Linked DNA regions of Mus musculus: region 2 is linked to region 1. Evidence: chromatin contacts called from public ChIA-PET data. All regions are on one chromosome and are shown on one strand. Each heading gives the region's core, a stretch centred on a gene start, on an enhancer-like site or on the middle of the called end of the contact. The rest is flanking DNA. Distances are from core to core; before and after follow the strand shown. Region 1 has its middle 5.0 kb from the start of Crhbp. Region 2 has its middle 46 kb from the start of Gm24032.

Region 1 (3,346 bases), core at 572-3,071:
TCCCCAAGACCGATCGACCAGGGCAACAGCTCAAAGCTGGACATCTCTCAGGGACAGCTTATAAAGGCTAAAAACACAAAAACACAAGGAGCTCATACACAGATGTTGGAAGTGCTGCCCAGGGGTCAACCCTGACTCAAGTCATTTTAGACATAACAGTTCATATTGACCTTTAATTTGATGGGGCCTTCAGGAAGCTTATAGTTGTGGAATTTCTTAAGATTAACAAAGCTTATAACATATGGAACAAAACTGGGTATGTGGTCAGCATGACCCCTACTCCGAGTCAAGTTATTTTTCTGTGCCAATGACGGACAGACATATTACGGCAACAATATGAAATAGTTGGCAGGCAAGGAACCAAATGGCTACAGCTATGCTGGGCGGGGAGGCTTCAACATATGTGTCCTTTCCTCATTGTATACTCTTGATATCCTTGTCCAAGTGGAGTTTGCTGTTCTTCTTAATGGGCCGGTATCTCTCCTTATGCCAGGACCACAGCTGACAACTCTGGGGTCTAAATTTTGAAGTCAATAAGTTTGATGCCTTCTGGTTTTGTTTTTTTGTTTGTTTGTTTGTTGGTTGGTTGGTTGGTTTTGTTTCCTTCAAGGTTTTTGTTTTGTTTTGTTTGAGGTTCCATATTAATTTTAGAGTTGTTTTTGTATCTTTTAAATCCAACATAGATTTTATTATATTAATGGAACGATTTATACTCATTAAGATTATTTTTCAGCGGTATTAAAAATCAGAGGGAGCTAAGTGAATCTGATTTGCGGACCTAGTGTGAGTCAGACTTTGGATGATACTCTCATGTTTCAGCTATAGAAGATCTCCAGTTGAGAGAAACTACACGTTTGGGAGGTAGGGCTCGAGCGATAACAAGCTGAAGTATAATCCGTACATTAGTATAATCTATTTTCAAGATATGAAGATTATTGGGTGTTTTTTTGTTTGTTTGATTGTTTGTTTGTTTTTTTAAATCCCAAATATTCAATTTACCAATGAAGACTCAAAAGCCAGATGCTAGGGTGAAAGCCTGCTAGCTCAGAGAGTCAGAGAAAGCACTAAGCTGACCTTCCTCCTCCACCAATGTCCCAGAGGGAAAAATGCCTTCTTTCTCCTTCTCCACACTGTCTTAAATGGCCTTCAACTCAAAGACCCTCCTTTCTTCCTCCTGTCCCCTTCCTGTTAAATGGTAGCTTGCTCAGCCTCTTGACCTATCTTTGACTATATTTAGCTCCTGCTTACGGAAAGCTCTTTGGGTTAAAGGTGTGTGCTAGGGATGAGCCCACATTAAAACAAAACCCCAGCTCACAACCTTGTGTTTCACAATGTGGTCAAATCCGGCAACAGAAGATGCCTTCAGAAAAGAAAAAGTAAAAGCAAGCACTGAGTGGCCACGCCCTGGTCCCTCTGTCTGTAGGTTGTGGCCACACCCTGGTCCCTCTGTCTGTAGGTTGCCCCCAGTTCTGGGAGCTTCACATAGGCCACCAAAAACTTTGTGTCACCATCAGACAGATGAAAACAAGCTCAAACTTACATTCTTAAAATCTTCACCCACAAACCTGTAGGCAGAGGTCAGAGGCCAGGGCAGAAGACTGTCATAACAACATTCCCTTGAGAAAAGGGGGAAAGCAGTTTCCATGAAAGGTGTTTGTAACTGGCAGCAGTTACTGCTTCCAAAACACAGCCATCTCTAAAACAGTTTAGCCTTTTCATAGAGTGAGCTATAATATCCATGCATTGTGTTATACACTAGAGCATGGTGCTATTTCTAGATAACAGACTGACTGTACGGTAACATTTCAGTAAACCACACAAACGCAAAACAAAACCCACATGGGTTCAAAGAGCTCTTTGATCATAAGCTTCCTTATCTATAAACGGTAGAGTATATGCTAAAAATTACTGTAGGTGTCAAACAGTGTAAGTAATGCAGACAGAATAGATGTAAATGACAGCTGTGGTTAAATTACCAATTCTATTTCATGTCTTCATCACCAAAACTAATGATAATATTTTTGTAAGAGGCATACATGGGATATGTTTTCATATCATTATTAAATTAGAATGAATGACTTCATATTAAAACATTAACTGACTTTAAAAGCCATGGCTAGAAAATTAGAGGACTAGATTAGAATCTAATTGCAGAACTGCATTTTAAAAGATGAGCCAGGAATGGGTCCCATTAAAGATTATGTGCATGACAGAGGAGCTGATTTCATCACAAGAAATGGTGAGAGTCAGAGTGGAATAAAACTGAGAAGAGAGAGGAATGGGAGCGGCTGATGTTACAAAGCAGAAAGAGGGGGAAATCAGGGCCTGCCAAGGAGGAAGCAGTTAGACCCTTATCAAGCATCGCTGAGTGAGATCATGTGTCAAAACTGAGACGGTTAGGACCAAGAAAGTGTGGCTAGCAAGAATGCATCTGAAGGGCACTGATGGGAGAGAGAAATGAAAGAGGTAAGGTTTGCCCAGATTCTCACCGTGAGCAAGAAGCCAAGCCCACACCACAAAGTTGCCTCTGTATCCAGCCAGCTGATGAATCCTTCTCTGAAGACATGGCGGGGGTGGGGGGGACACTCCTGGAAATGAGTCAGGACAATAATAAGTTGGGGCTTTAAAAATAACTAGACAAGCAGCAAAAAGTGAGACGGCACAGTCCCAGGCTGGAAGCAGCGGATCCGTCGCTGTCAGGGAGGCCGCACATTGCTCATCTTTGCGCAGGTTCCCTTGACTTCGGAGTGACATTATTTCCTCAGCTCACTTCAGGCTCCCTCTGAAATATTCCATGACTAACATCCAGTCCAGAGATTACAATGAAATGCCATCTCATATGCCTCACTCCTTGCATCAAAGGGAGGGGTACAGCAAGCTCCAGACCCAGCAGTGTGTGTCACTGAGCAGTGGTGACGTGCACTGGGATATGACATCACCTGCAGAATCTGCCTCTTCCCTGACAGAGGAGAAATAATATGCAAAGAGTTGTGCTTCTGCTGTCTTAAAATAGATCTAAAGGACAGGAGTTTACAGGAGCTTTTGAAAAGGACAAGAACAGAGAAAGATCTAGGTAACAATTAGCTATCTGTGGTATCTCCTTGTGCAGTGTCCCACCAATGCATTATACATATACATACACATATACATACATATGTGTGTGTGACAAATAAGACACCATCAATATCGATTGCCTCAGGCAATTGCATGGCTCAACGCAATACTGTGTAGTTAGTATATAGACAGCAGTCTGTGGGAAAAATCAAAAATTTCAGGCTGAGGGTAACCCTAGTTCCAGACATCGAGAAAGCCCTGCACCGGAACCTACATACTGAATATTTCCTAC
Region 2 (3,350 bases), core at 328-2,827, 490 kb after region 1:
ACACACACACACAGTCACACACAGTCACACAGTCACACAGTCACACACACACAGTCACACACAGTCACACACACACACACACACACAGAGTCACACACAGTCACACAGTCACACACACAGTCACACACAGTCACACAGTCACACACACACACACACACACACACACAGAGTCACACACAGTCACACAGTCACACACAGTCACACAGTCACACACACACACAGTCACACACAGTCACACAGTCACACACACACACACACACACACACACACACACACACACAAGCACACACAGAGAAAAAGAGAGAGAGAGAAAGAGAGAGAGAGAGAGAGAGAGAGAGAAGCTCGACAGGAATTCCATGTTGTATGTGACCCTGGGAAGAAAGGGAAATTATTTCTCATCCTTGGGGATTCTCATATCCCTGCTTCCTGCCTCTTCTCTCTTCTGTCTCTGCTTTCTTTGGGGAATGAAGGTCTGTAGTTTGTAAAGCTACGGTGAATATGGTGAAACTCCTCCAGTTTCGCTTGTTTTCACTGCTTTATAATTTCAAATTGTGTTTACTGTGCTGGGAATCAAACCTAAGGCCTTGCTCATGCTGGGTGAATCTCTATCACGGAGTGGCTCCCATCCCATCCCACCCCATTCCATCCCTTCATTTGCTTTTCTTCCAGTTGGAGGTCTAATCACTGAGCACTGTTAGCTTTGCTGCAGTTAACACCTCTGCCTTGTTGGTCAAGATGATAAATGTTGCTTAAGTTAAATTTCAGGAACTTGGAAGGAACTTGGCCAAATGGAAACCACAGGTCCTTCAAGTTCCCTAACAAGTGTCTAATGGGTGACCTTCTGACATCAGAGGGCCCAAACTACATGCTCAGAACATGTAATGGCATTTTCTATGGAGAGCCGAACAGCACGTATGTGCAGAGTGCTGGTCCTTTATTTTACTCTGGTCATCTTTCCCTGTACATCACGCCAGCCTACATCTTTATTCTATGGGGTCTCTTGCCTTGTTGCAGACCTGAGGCCAGCTCTACTGTCTCCGTAGCATTGGCTGCTGTTTGGAAGCTCATCGTTTCAGAGATCAGCATACTGTGCAAAACCAGTTCAATAATAATGGAGGAGGCAGAGCATCTTCCTGTGTTACAGATTTTTTTTTCTTATTATTCTTTCCTCTAGTAGCTGCAGGGTCCTAGAAGAAAATCTCTCTCTCTCTCTCTCTCTCTCTCTCTCTCTCTCTCTCTCTCTCTCTCTCTCTCTCTCTCTCTCACACACACACACACACACACACACACACGCACACGCACACACACACACACACACAAAATGGAATAGGGGAAATGATAACTTAGGACACTTAGATTTGTGGCTGTTCAGCTCTTGCAGCATTTTAATCAGGCAGCTCTCAGAGCAGCCTGTGAGGAGGAGGGATTCACCAGCGGGAGCCTGGTGTCTGATCAGGGACAGACCTCAAGGCTCTCACAATGCTGTCAACAAGAAGCTGCTTTCAGCTGTGTGTGTGGGACCTCCCTTACTTGTACCTACTTAAAGCAAGTCCCCAGCTGAACCCATGGGGGTTCTTGTGGTATGCGGGTTGTGGCACATGCCTCCAGTCCCAAACTCAGGAAGCTAAAGCAAGAGGACTTCTGTTTGAGGCCAGCTTTGGCTACATTTGATCTTGTCTTAGAAATCAAGGACTGGGGATGTTTCTCAGTGATAAGAATGTCTAGCAAGCCCCTGGGTTCAGTCCCCAGCATTGAGGGCTGTTGTAGCTACCAAAATAAAGGCTAAAAGCATGTGTGTATTTTTGTGTGTTCTTGTTGGAAGTCAAGACTTTGGCGGATTTGTTGGTTTGTTTAGACAGGGTTCTTGTTCTATAGTCCATGCTGGCCTACTATTTCCTACGTGTGCTCAGGGCAGCCTTCCAGGATAGGCAGTCCTTCTGCTCCAGCCTCCCAAGTGCTAGTTATGTGTGAGCTGCCATGCCTAGCTCTAAAAGTTTAGTGGTACATAGAGTCAAACTCTCATGTTCGGTCTCCTCTGGAACAGCTAGGTATTGGATTAAGTGTGTCAGGGAGACACAATTGAGTTGGTGTGGCATTTTTGACACAGTGCCCCCTGTTCTGGATGCCACAGGAAGTCAGCCACAGAGCAGGCAGATGAGACAGGAAGGTAGGCACTCCAGATCTTCCTGCAGGCCAGAGGCACTCACTCTGTAGAGGTCTGGAGTGTTATATCTAATGTCTCGTGGTGGAGTCCCTCTAGGAAGGCAGCTGTGTCACCCAAAGTGGGCATGCAACGGTCCCTCCCCTTGCCTCCATCAGGACAATTCCAGAACTCTCTCCATCCTCACAGAGCCTCCCACTACCACACACTAGAGATTTCTTCCTGCCATGTCCTTCTGTCTTCTTAGGCAGCTATTCCAAGAGCACTCATCAACAGACAGCTAAAATCTCTCTTAATCTGTTTCTAGGGAAACCTGACCTGAGAAGGAAGCATGGTAGAAGGGCCTTGTAGGTTAAAGGGGCAGTATAATTGTTGCCTGGCAGCGCGTTGCCTCTAGTTGATTTCTGTGTACTCGGATATGGAAGGGAAGGAGGCAGTTGCAGGAATCAGACCCGAGATGGCCGTGAATGTGTATACCAGGAGTCTTTTCATTCTTTGCCTATTCACACAACAGATATGAATCCCGTGGCTGCTGTGTGTAAGGCATGGTCCAAGGCACCTTACTACAAATGCAGACCCAGTGGGATGTGGCTTAATCTCTTTCCTCTGAGATGGATGTGAGGGGAAGTGAAATTATAACCATCACTAAACAGGACCACAGTGACTGTCACACAGTGGGTGCTGGGCTTGTAACTCTTTTCTCTTCCCTCTTCCGCTCCTATGGTAGCATAGCAGGGGACTCAATGAGGCATAGGCACCAACTCATCATCAGGATCACACCGAATGATTCCCTGGGGTTACTGCTGCTAGAGTGTTGGATCTAGAGCAAATTGCTGAAATTTCAAAAAATTTGCAATGGGGTTTAATCACAACCATTGTTAAAAGTTAACTCATGGCCTGGCGAGATGGCTCAGGGGGTAAGAGCACTGACTGCTCTTCTGAAGGTGCTGAGTTCAAATCCTAGCAACCACATGGTGGCTCACAACCACCCATAACGAGATCTGACGCCCTCTTCTGGTGCATCTGAAGGCAGCTACAGTGTACTTATTTATAATAATAAGTAAATCTTTGGGAAAAAAAGTTAACTCATGGAATCTTATAATTAAATAAATATTAAAAATTGAAGGTAGAGAACCCTCCGCACTTATCACTTCAGGGTTATTTTTCCCGCATTTACTGCCACTAAAGC

The links. ChIA-PET counts read pairs in DNA pulled down with a chosen protein or histone mark.
Region 2: a contact with region 1 is called in an RNA polymerase II ChIA-PET map of memory CD8 T cells, with 10 read pairs. The contact joins two enhancer-like sites. A contact is called at or near these places in 2 of 115 datasets of contacts at active chromatin or transcription factors (embryonic stem cells and memory CD8 T cells).

The regions. Positions count from the first base shown.
Region 1 is chr13:95,448,125-95,451,470 of GRCm38.p6, forward strand. No RefSeq gene overlaps it. Among named protein-coding and RNA genes, the nearest start is that of Crhbp, 5.0 kb to the left of the region's middle. Within about 2 kb of position 1,822, at least 45 of the 459 cell types and tissues checked have an H3K27ac peak or open chromatin away from gene starts, as enhancers often do. A contact at or near this core is called in memory CD8 T cells, where this site is marked.
Region 2 is chr13:95,941,269-95,944,618 of GRCm38.p6, forward strand. No RefSeq gene overlaps it. Among named protein-coding and RNA genes, the nearest start is that of Gm24032, 46 kb to the left of the region's middle. Within about 2 kb of position 1,578, at least 58 of the 459 cell types and tissues checked have an H3K27ac peak or open chromatin away from gene starts, as enhancers often do. A contact at or near this core is called in memory CD8 T cells, where this site is marked.